2 separate regions of the Gossypium hirsutum genome follow, and region 2 is linked to region 1. Evidence: chromatin contacts called from public Hi-C data. All regions are on one chromosome and are shown on one strand. Each heading gives the region's core, a stretch centred on a gene start, on an enhancer-like site or on the middle of the called end of the contact. The rest is flanking DNA. Distances are from core to core; before and after follow the strand shown. Region 1 holds the start of LOC121228162 (rop guanine nucleotide exchange factor 7). Region 2 holds the start of LOC107948854 (fructose-1,6-bisphosphatase, chloroplastic).

What was found. A called contact is a pair of places that touch in the nucleus more often than the background predicts.
Region 2: a Hi-C map of leaf shows a contact between it and region 1, with 4 times the contacts expected there. The contact joins the promoter of LOC107948854 here to the promoter of LOC121228162 in region 1. A contact is called at or near these places in 2 of 34 Hi-C or Micro-C datasets (both in leaf).

Annotation. Positions count from the first base shown.
Region 1 is chrA04:74,836,698-74,842,084 of Gossypium_hirsutum_v2.1, reverse strand. It overlaps LOC121228162 (rop guanine nucleotide exchange factor 7), which reads left to right and starts at 3,013. Exons shown (of 7, transcript XM_041111376.1): 1 at 3,013-4,229; 2 at 4,312-4,428; 3 at 4,525-4,679; 4 at 4,793-4,867; 5 at 4,950-5,240; 6 at 5,327-5,387. The coding sequence starts at 3,638. LOC121228163 reads right to left here. Exons shown (of 5, transcript XM_041111377.1): 5 at 4,863-5,387. It also overlaps the pseudogene LOC107948841.
Region 2 is chrA04:75,403,736-75,408,565 of Gossypium_hirsutum_v2.1, reverse strand. It overlaps LOC107948854 (fructose-1,6-bisphosphatase, chloroplastic), which reads right to left and starts at 2,750. Exons shown (of 4, transcript XM_016883502.2): 1 at 1,953-2,750; 2 at 1,614-1,838; 3 at 590-1,096; 4 at 107-484. The coding sequence starts at 2,381. The coding sequence ends at 413. It overlaps LOC107948853, which reads left to right. Exons shown (of 7, transcript XM_016883501.2): 7 at 1-269. The coding sequence ends at 13.

The DNA of each region.
Region 1 (5,387 bases), core at 1,764-4,263:
AAAAATTATGATATAATTATTTAAAAAAATCATATTTTAAATAATATGATATGATATATTGTTTTTGAGGATTATATCATATTTCTATATTAAGTTATCTGTAAACATTGATTTTGTATGACAAATTAATGTGCTAACAATATCAAATATTGATTTTTTAATAAAAATATAATAAAAGTATCATATTATAACATAAGTTTACATTAAAAAAAATAAAAACAATAAATTAATAAACCCAACCAAACATGTTTATTTGAACTTTTACTTGTAACAATTGCTTTTTAGGTCATATAGACTTGAAAAAGATGGATCGGAAAAAGAAGTTTATACCTTGTCATCAATGAACTTAGCCCAGAATCGAGCCATAGCTTTCCCATAAGGATCTTCTGGCCAAATTGGATTGTTTTTCCATGTTTCCTCTATGTATTCAAGTATAACCAGTGATTCTGCTATTGGTTTTCCATTATGGAGAAGAACAGGAACTTTCTTATAAACTGGATTGTATTTCAAAAGCAAAGAATTCTTATTTATATATATATATATCCTCTTCTATATATTCGTACGGAACACCTTTCAATCACAAAGCTAGCTCTACCCTCCGGCTAAAAGGGCTTGCCCATGTTCCAAAAACCTTCACTTCTTCACCCATTTTTTTTTTCAACTCTTGGAGGGAATACTATGGTTTGAAGCTATTAATAGAGGGAGGAGTTCCTAGTTTTCTTGGGGAAGAAGATAGGTTGGCTTTCATCATCTTTACTTAATCAGTGACGGTCTAAGGGAGACGGAAATGGTTAAGATGTTTAAGTTAATTATTAACATATATATAATGGACAGTCAGAAAGGAGACGAAGCAATGAGCATGGGAGAAAGCTCAGTTTTGTAATACTAAATTAACCAAGTCCAAGTAAACCAATTCCGGAGAGAAATCCAATAAGAAAAACACGATTCCATGAGGTAAAGATGGTGCATTATCTGGAAATAGCACAACATTAGATGCAAAGACACAAGTTGCCTTTGAGTTACTACGCACAAAATCATGAGGAAATAGGATTAATCGGTCCATCCATTGCCAGATAGCCAATTCTTTAGAAAGGCGATTAGTTTATGTGTAGGAGGCAGGTGTCGCTTAACAACGTTGCAGTGTACAAACTCTTCACAGCATTTGATCAACACAGGGCACTCATCTGCTGTCAAAAAATCTAGTCCTGAATCTTGTTGAATATTAAGTAGTCCTGTGGTGTCTCCCCCAAAGAATTTCTTTCCCTTAAATACACTCTCAAGTGTTTTCAGACACTTTCTCACTTCTTCCAAGGCCTTGTCCCGGTGCCCAAAACAGCTTTCCACACTGGAGGCATGCACTACATTAAACACAAAGGAAACATTCAGAAACCAATACAGATCTCCTACATTCAAAAACTTCACAGATAAGGAAGCATAAACTTTGCTGAAACCAGATTCCATAATCCATATCCACAACCTGGAGCTGTTTTGTAGGTTCTTTAATGGCCTTTATGATGCCAATCATACATGGGGCTTTTACTGAGAAAATGGGCTCATAGATTGGACTTTTGTTAGCCTAACTATTTTTAGGTCAATCATAAACCCAAGTTTTTTTTATTTATTTCAAGGATGTGATTTGTTAAAAAAGAAAAACCCATTATTTTGGATAATTATCGGTTGTGAATTATTACATTCTTTCAATTTATTAATGTAAAAGGAATTATATTGTTTTTCATGCAATCAATTATACGAGCATCAATCCTATGTTGAAACTCGACTAAAATTTTTATTCAATAATCAATCTAACATAATTTTTGTCTCTTGAATTTTGTAATTTCCTCTATTATTTATATTTTTTATTCATTTTAGTATCTAAATTTAATAATTAGATTCGATTTGATTCTTAAACTAAAAAAATATTTAAAAAAATTTAATAATGTGACACTTTAAGAATGTGTCACATTTATCGCTTAAATTTTTTTTAAAAAAATTATATAAATTTTTAGGCGATGATGATATGGTATAATTTTAAAGTGTTACATATAATATTTAATAACCAAAATAGATATGAGGTACCATGTAAATTTTTTTTTAAAAAAAAAGTACAATTATAAATGCTAAAGTAGAATGTAGTTGCAAAATTTAAGGAAAAAAAATATAATATCCCTTGATTTTAAAAAAAAGTTTTAAGTTGGGGCAACTTAAATACATACATTGGTTTAAACTTGAAAGCTGAAAAAGGATAAGAAAAGAAGAGGAGTACTTAGGGATTCAAATTTCAAAACCTACCATTTAAATGTGGATGCTGCATCACACACTCCTAAAACCAAAAAATATTCCAACCATAAAAATAAAGGGGTTTCCAGCCCTACATAACAAACAAACTAAGAAAGTTTAAAAAATTGGAATCCTAATGCATTTAACCCTCTCCAAAAGGAACAACCACATTAATCAAAGGAAGTGGAAATGTTAATTTTATATAGTTATAATTATTTGATACTTAAAGAAATCCTCAAATATTCTTAATTAATAAATGACAATACCCACATCTTCATTTTTCTTTTTCATTCTCAATTATAAGAATAGCTTTCACATCTTAATTACTCGTTTTCCAAATTAAATTAAAAAAAATGTTTTACCCTTCCCATAATCTTATTATAATCTAAACACTTTCACATTGGGGCCTTCAAAAATTAACAACTATTTAATTGTTTAATTTTACATTATTTTTAAAATAATCCCAATCTAACATAATTTACTTAAATATAAAACATACCCACTTTGAAATTCGATTCATTACTTATTTTATCTACTCTACTTGTCAATTATTTATTCATTCTCGAAAATTATGTAAAAAAATAAAAAGAAAAAGTTATGATCAAATTAGTTTTAACTTTTAAAGGAAAATTAGACTTCAATAAAAGTAAATAAAAACTGACATACTAAACCATTAAAATATGTTTAAAGTAGGTAATTTAAAAAATTAATAGCAATAAATTTATGAGTAAAACTGAAATGTGATTTATAAAAGCAAAATTGGCATTGAATTCAAATAAAAGAATAAAAGTTGGTGATGGTTGATATGTATATCATCCTGTTGAATTTCATTTACAATTCAAAGTAAAGAAGAAATGATAAAAAGTTTGATTTGGGTTTGGAAAAGAAGATTCCAAATAAGAAAACATGACACAGACAATGTGGAGCGCTTGAAGAACAACTTCTCCTTTACACCAAAAACAACTTCTAGAACTCCTAAATTTTGAAACTAAAGGCATTGTGTGCATCTTATTAGGATCTTAAAAACAACATAAATTGAAAGGATAGACGTCATGGATTTGAATGGATACATCCTCCCATCACCACCCTACTTTTAATTTTCAAACAAAGCCTAGACATTGTCAAGCCCTTTTCTTGTCTGCTTAAGAACATGACAACTTAGGAAAAATAACAAAAAGGAAAACTGGGGATTCTCTTCAAATAGTTATTACCAGCTTTACTTCATAATATAAGACCACATAGCTTCACACTTTTTTCTCTCATACATTAAGAAAAGGAAAAACCCATATTATATTTCTGAGTCTTTTTTTTTTTTTTTTTTACTTCCATTCTGCCTTAATGCAGGTATGGTTTTAGCCTTATGGATGGACCTTTCATCCACCGAGAGCACATAGGCTCAACCCAACAAGAAGATTACCAGTTCAAGCTTTGTTTGCCTGTACCAAAGCTAAAAGCTAGTAGCTTTTGGGTTCCAAAATCTGTTAAAAGCTTGTGCTACAGAGCTATAGAGCCAAATGTGTGTTGCTTAGAGAGATTAGATTATAGTGGTACAATAGTTAACAACTCTGCTGTTCCTGATTCACCTGGTGTTCTTGAAGAAAAGAGAGCTGACATGGAGGGTTTGGTTGAGAAGAAAGAAAGGTTTGAAGAGAAGATTAAAAGCTTTGGTGAAAATGGGGTTCAAATGGGGACCTTTGCTGTGTTACTTGAAGACAAGGGTCGTGAAAGTAGTTCAAGTTCTGATCTTTTCACATCAGAAACAACAGTGCATGAGGAGGAACACAGTCACAGTAGTTCTGAGGAAGATTTATATTCACCACCTTCATTGGATTGGCATGGGCAGGAAATTGCGGAAACAGAAGACAGCAGCATCTGTAGTAGTTTTAGTGAAGATAGAAAGAAAACCCCCATGGATGATAGGAAATTGGAGAAACAAGGTTCCACGGTTTCAGGTATTATGACTACTATAAGAAAATGTCTCTCATTTTCCTTGTTTGATTTATTTTATTGATGTATTTCGTAATGGGGTTGCAGAGATTGAGTTGATGAAGGAAAGATTTGCAAAATTGTTGCTTGGTGAAGATATGTCTGGGTGTGGAAATGGTGTTTGCACTGCCTTGGCTATTTCAAATGCCATCACCAATCTTTGTGGTATGTTGACTATTTTTCTTTAAACATAGTTTCTTTTATCTGTTTGATTTCTCCATGTGGCATTTGTTTCTCATTCACTTTGCCTTAACCACGCAGCCACCTTGTTTGGGCAAATATGGAGGCTAGAACCAGTACCGCTTGAGAAGAAAGCAATGTGGCGAAGAGAGATGGAATGGTTTCTTTCTGTTAGTGATCACATTGTTGAGTTGATACCTTCGTGGCAGACATTCCCAGATGGAAGCAAGCTTGAGGTGAAGCTTTGATTTAAAATGTGACATCAGGGCAGTTCTAAAATCTAATGAACAATTTGTATCTAATGGTGGATTTATAGTTTAAATTTCAATGGCCGTTGCTGTGATTTCAGGTCATGACGTGCAGGCCCCGGTCGGATCTTTATGTTAATCTCCCAGCTTTAAGAAAATTGGACAACATGCTTCTTGTAAGATCCATCGACTTTTATTGCAATACGGAAACATGTTTCTGTTGTAGAGTTCATTTTTAACGTAGAATTGTTTTTGCAGGAGATATTAGATAGTTTTGTTGATACAGAGTTCTGGTATGTTGACCATGGGATTCTAGCTCAGGAGGCTGCTGGATCAACCCCATTTCGGAAAGCCCTTCAGCGTCAAGAGGAAAAATGGTGGCTTCCAGTGCCTCGAGTGCCCACAGGAGGCCTTGATGAAAATTCAAGGAAGCAATTGCGGCATAGACGTGACTGTGCGAACCAGATCCTAAAAGCTGCCATGGCTATCAACAACATTACTCTTGCTGATATGGAAGTCCCTGAATCATATTTTGAGTCTCTTCCAAAGGTAAAAGAAAGTGGATGGTAATTAGATGTACTGTGTACGTGTTCTAGGAAGTGCTGGTTGTTAACTTCTGCTAGAATTTGTTTCAGAATGGCCGAGCAAGCTTAGGAGATCTCATTTATCGCTATGTTTCATCTGATCTGTTTACTC
Region 2 (4,830 bases), core at 1,501-4,000, 570 kb before region 1:
TGCTACAAACTGAGTGGTTTTACCATCAAGATGACTAGTTGGCTGACTATCGGTACAGCACTCACTACAAGCAATATCTAAACCCTTCAAGCATTTTAACATGGCATTAAGCTAATTTCTTTGTAAAGATCAAGTTATGTTTGCCAATGTGATTTTGTTTAAAATTTGAGCAACATAGATGCTCTACAAACTCAAGAATTGTTAATCAAATGTTGTATTTTTTAATTATCATGTAGGATACTAAAGATACCATGGAGATGTTGATAGCATTTTGATTGTCTAATCATGTAATTCTTTAATTGAAAACTTCTCTCGTCATCCTTGATAGGAAAATTGTCTTGTCATCTTGTGTACTTGAAATATGCCCATAACATGCAAAAAGGTTGAAACCCATATGTTGGTGCTCAACAGCTCAAGCCAAGTACTTCTGTAATTTCTGAACTTCATCTGGGCTTCCAATGAAAATTGGTGTACGTTGGTGTACCTGCCAATATAACATGCTAAAGCCATTAATGCTTGTCTAGTGCAAGGACATGCTCCCGTTAACATTGTAATTCTTAGCCAATATGGTTCTTGTTTAAGCTGTTACCTGCTCAGGTACGATGTCAAGAATTCTTTGAACTCCATCTATTGCAGTGCCACTAGCTTGTTCTATTAAAAAGCTCATTGGTGCACACTCATATAGTAGCCTCAGATTTCCATTTTTGCTGTTCTTGTTCTTAGGGTTGCCATAGATGCCACCGCGAAGCAGCATTCGATGAATTTCACCAACAAGGCAACCTATGTAGCGGCCTGAGTATGGTTTGCCATTGGATCCTGGTTGCCTCAGGTGGTCAAGGTAGTTCTTCAGTTTGTTATCCCAGAGGTCATAATTTCCTTCATTGAAAGAGTAAATTTTACCAGACTCAGGTATTTTGATATTCTCATGTGTTAACACAAATTCTCCATAAGTGGGATCTAGGGTGAATGCAAACACCCCCTTGCCTAAGGAGATGGTGAACACAACAGAGCTTGAATATAGACAATAGCCAGCAACCAATAAATTTCTCCCTGGCTGGCAAACATTGATGATGCATTTTTCTCTCGCTTTATCAAGCTGTATTGTAAACGAGTTGAAACCATTTAGGTAAGAGATTAAAACAGTGGCCTTGTTTAAATAAATGTGGGCTGCTTTTTTGCAGTTCACTTCCACTGTTTAGTTGCAGCTGTAGGATACAAAACTGCAGGTAATTTATGCTGGTTAATTGTGTTCTTGACTGTAAAAGTACCATGGAAGCCCTTGTACTATATAAGTCGGATTGTATTTAGTTTATTTATTCAAAAAATTGACAAACTAGTCTTTGTACATTATATTAATGTGTAAATTTATCATTTTAGTTAAAATTTTAAATAAACTAGTCTTTGTACATTACATTAATGCTGATGTAAATAGATTAATGAAATGGATAAAATTTTGAATAGAAGAATTAAATTACTTTTTCATCTATTACATAGGAACTAATTTATCAATCTTTTGAGTAATGGGGTAAATGCAATCTTACTCCTAATATAGGGCCTCCATGGTATTTTAACCGTTATTGTTTAAGATTAGACTTTACAGATGAAAGGATTACCGTGGAGTTATCATCAAGATCGATAAGGCATTGCTCGTCAGGGCCATATATGCCAAAGATTGATCCAGTTGTTAATGCAGTATCAATATTGGCTGATCCATCAATAGGATCAAAGACAACAATGTAGTTTCCAGAATAAGTTTCTTCAACTGCAACAGGTACATCTTCTTCCTCTGATGCTATAATCCCTGTTCGTCCACTTGATCTTAGGCAGTTGCAGAACAACTAAACTTATATTATGTACCTTGGGTTAGTGAATAAACTTCATAACATGTCATGTTATTTTTGTCTCATGTTACTAAACGACATAAATAAAACCCATTGGAAACATAGACTAACCTCATTGGATATAACGTCCAGCTTCTTCTGGTCTTCACCTTGGACATTGATAGTACCTTGGCCGCCGGTGAGATTAATAATGCTTGATCTTTGGAGCAACGAAGCTATCTGTTTACAAGCCAAGGAGATGCTTGATAGAACAACAGTGAGCTCGGCGTCAATGTTGCCTGCTAGTTCTTGTTTCAACAGCCAAGAGGTTAAATTCTCGAGTGCAAACTGGGTCTTCCTTTGCTCCTTGTTTTGGACTTGTTGTGTCACTGTTTCCGGCAATGGAAGTTCCACCGCTTTACGTTGAACGCCGGTGGAAATTCTGTGTGCGAAACTTGGCGAGTAGTGATTGAAACGATGAAGACTATGAGGAGAGGTGGATCGATGTGACTTTGAGAAGAGGATATTGCAACAGGACGAAGTTGATATTGCCTGAACCATTTTTTCTTTTTCAGTTTTCTATTTTCCGCTGATCCTTTCTATAATTTTGGTTGTGTGTTTAAAACTTCCAATTGGGCAGTTGTTTGCTTATCTGCTTGTTGCTGACAAATGTGTGATGGTGATTATGCCTGCAATCAATCCAAATGGAAGATAGCATCCACCATATAGCCTACCAGGACCCACCTGTATTATGTCAAAGTTTCTATTTTTAGCTCTCTCATTTATATGGGTTTTTGGTTAAAAAGCCTAGTTGGTGTAAATACTAGTTATGGGCTTCAAAGCTCTGTTTCTGGAACCATGGAATTCCACTAAGGTAGTGAATTTGTATCGGTACTTCTTGTGTCCGTCAGAATGTTTTACTCTAATACTAAACCAAAACAATAAACTTTAGGTTTTGTTTTAGTCTAAATTTTAGTATTGTATTAATTGATCTTATCCACATTGACCGATAGAAGCCATTTAAAATTTAAAATTAATTTTTTTTTTAGTTTGGTCTTGTTAGATGGTGGGTTGTTATAAGATGATATTATTGTTTAATTATGGGATTTTTTTTATTTGTTTATTTTAAGTTTGTTTAATAATAAATTGTATTTATGAAGTTTATTGAAAGGATATTTTATATAATTGATGAATATTTTATATTTAGAATTTATTTAATATTTATAAATATTTATATATACATATATAAAATATATTTAAAAAAATAGTAAATCCAAAATGATATATTTGAACACAAATACATACAATAGAAAAATAATAGGTCTTACAGACATGAAATTCTCTCCAAAATCTTGTTGGGTTAAAAGTCATGGATGCTTTAAAGCCCAACCAATATGTAACTAAACTGTACAAAAAAAAAGAAGAAGAAGATAAGTTTATCTTTTAACTTTTATATTTTTGTTAATTTGGTTTTTGATTTTTTTAATTAAACTTGGCTTTTAACTTTTCAAAAAATAGTCAAATTGTTTTTCTAACATATTACTAATTAAAATATTAATTTTTTAACAATGTTAACATGGTAAACTGTGTAACAGTTCACGTGCTCTTTATGTTGACATAACACTATTTGTTTGTATGCCACATCAACAAATTGTTTAATAATTATAAAAAAATATTAAAAAGTATAATAAAATAATTCAAAATTCAATATATATAAAAAATACATAATAATTCAAAAAATTAACATGAAGCACATGTGAATTGTCATATGGGTTGTCATGTTTAAAAATTTAACATTTTAATCAATATTTTCGTTAAAACAATAACAATTTGACTCCTAGATTGATGGTCAAATTTGGAGCTTTTTAAAAAAGTTGATAATCAAATTTGATTCCTTTTAAAAGGAATTAAATGTAAACATTAAGGCCAAAATTTTTATTATGCCAAAAAAAATTATTAGTTCGGTATTTGAAGAATTTCTAAAATTAGTTTAGTATTTATTCTTTCATTTCATCATTAGTTATTTTAGTGTATTTTTTCATTAAAAAAACTAAAATGAAAAATACAACCAATTCAAACGAGATATGCATCCAAAATGTCATACAAGCAGTTCAAAAATTAAAAGCGTAAATTTCAAAAGAAAATTCTAAAAAAATTGTCAAAATGTTATAAAAAAATCTAAATTATAAAAAAATAAAGTTTTTTTTCTCTAAAATTTTAAAAACCTATAAAATTATAAAAATAGGAAAATCTAAACCCTCCATAAAATTCATATATATATTTGAAATTATAAAAATAAAAAATTTAAAAGATTCTAATATGTTTGTTGATATCGAGTACAACAAGGGAGGAAGAAAAGAAGGAGATCAAAGTGGTGCAATGGAGGTTCGTTCACCTAAAGAAGCTGAGAGTTGGAACAGGGACAAGAGGACAAATTGATCAAGAAGATAATTGATCAAAGTTACCTTAGGATGCTAAAATATCGATCCCTTCTTTATCTTTCTTTAGGGTCTTTATAGGAGAGGTCCTCTTGTCCGTTAGTATGGCGTGGCAGGATAAACAATTAGCCTCGCTAAATGTAATGTGTAAAGGATAATCATGGGCGTATATCATATGTCTCTATTAGTATGAGGTTCTTATGCCTAAATATACTCCTTAGTGTCTTGGAAGCGCATTCACACTAGAAGAGTGTTCACACTTAAATATAGGTGGATGCCTCTATTTAGATTGAGCGGGTGGTCTTTCCTAGAGATTTTGAGGACGAGTGGCCTGTTGAGGCATTGCTTGAGAATGAGTCAACGTATAGGTCAACAACATATTCGGTGTTAATACGTGTCCAAACAATGAAGGGGTATAACAATAGGCCCTTTGGGTTGAACAAGAGGTTATTAAGTGGCCTCTCGTAAGGCATGATCCAAAATTGGATGATGGTTTAACCCACTGAAGAAGTTGAAGAGGCATTAGACTTTTTTACAATAACTATCATAAATGCATAGTTTTCTAGGAAAAG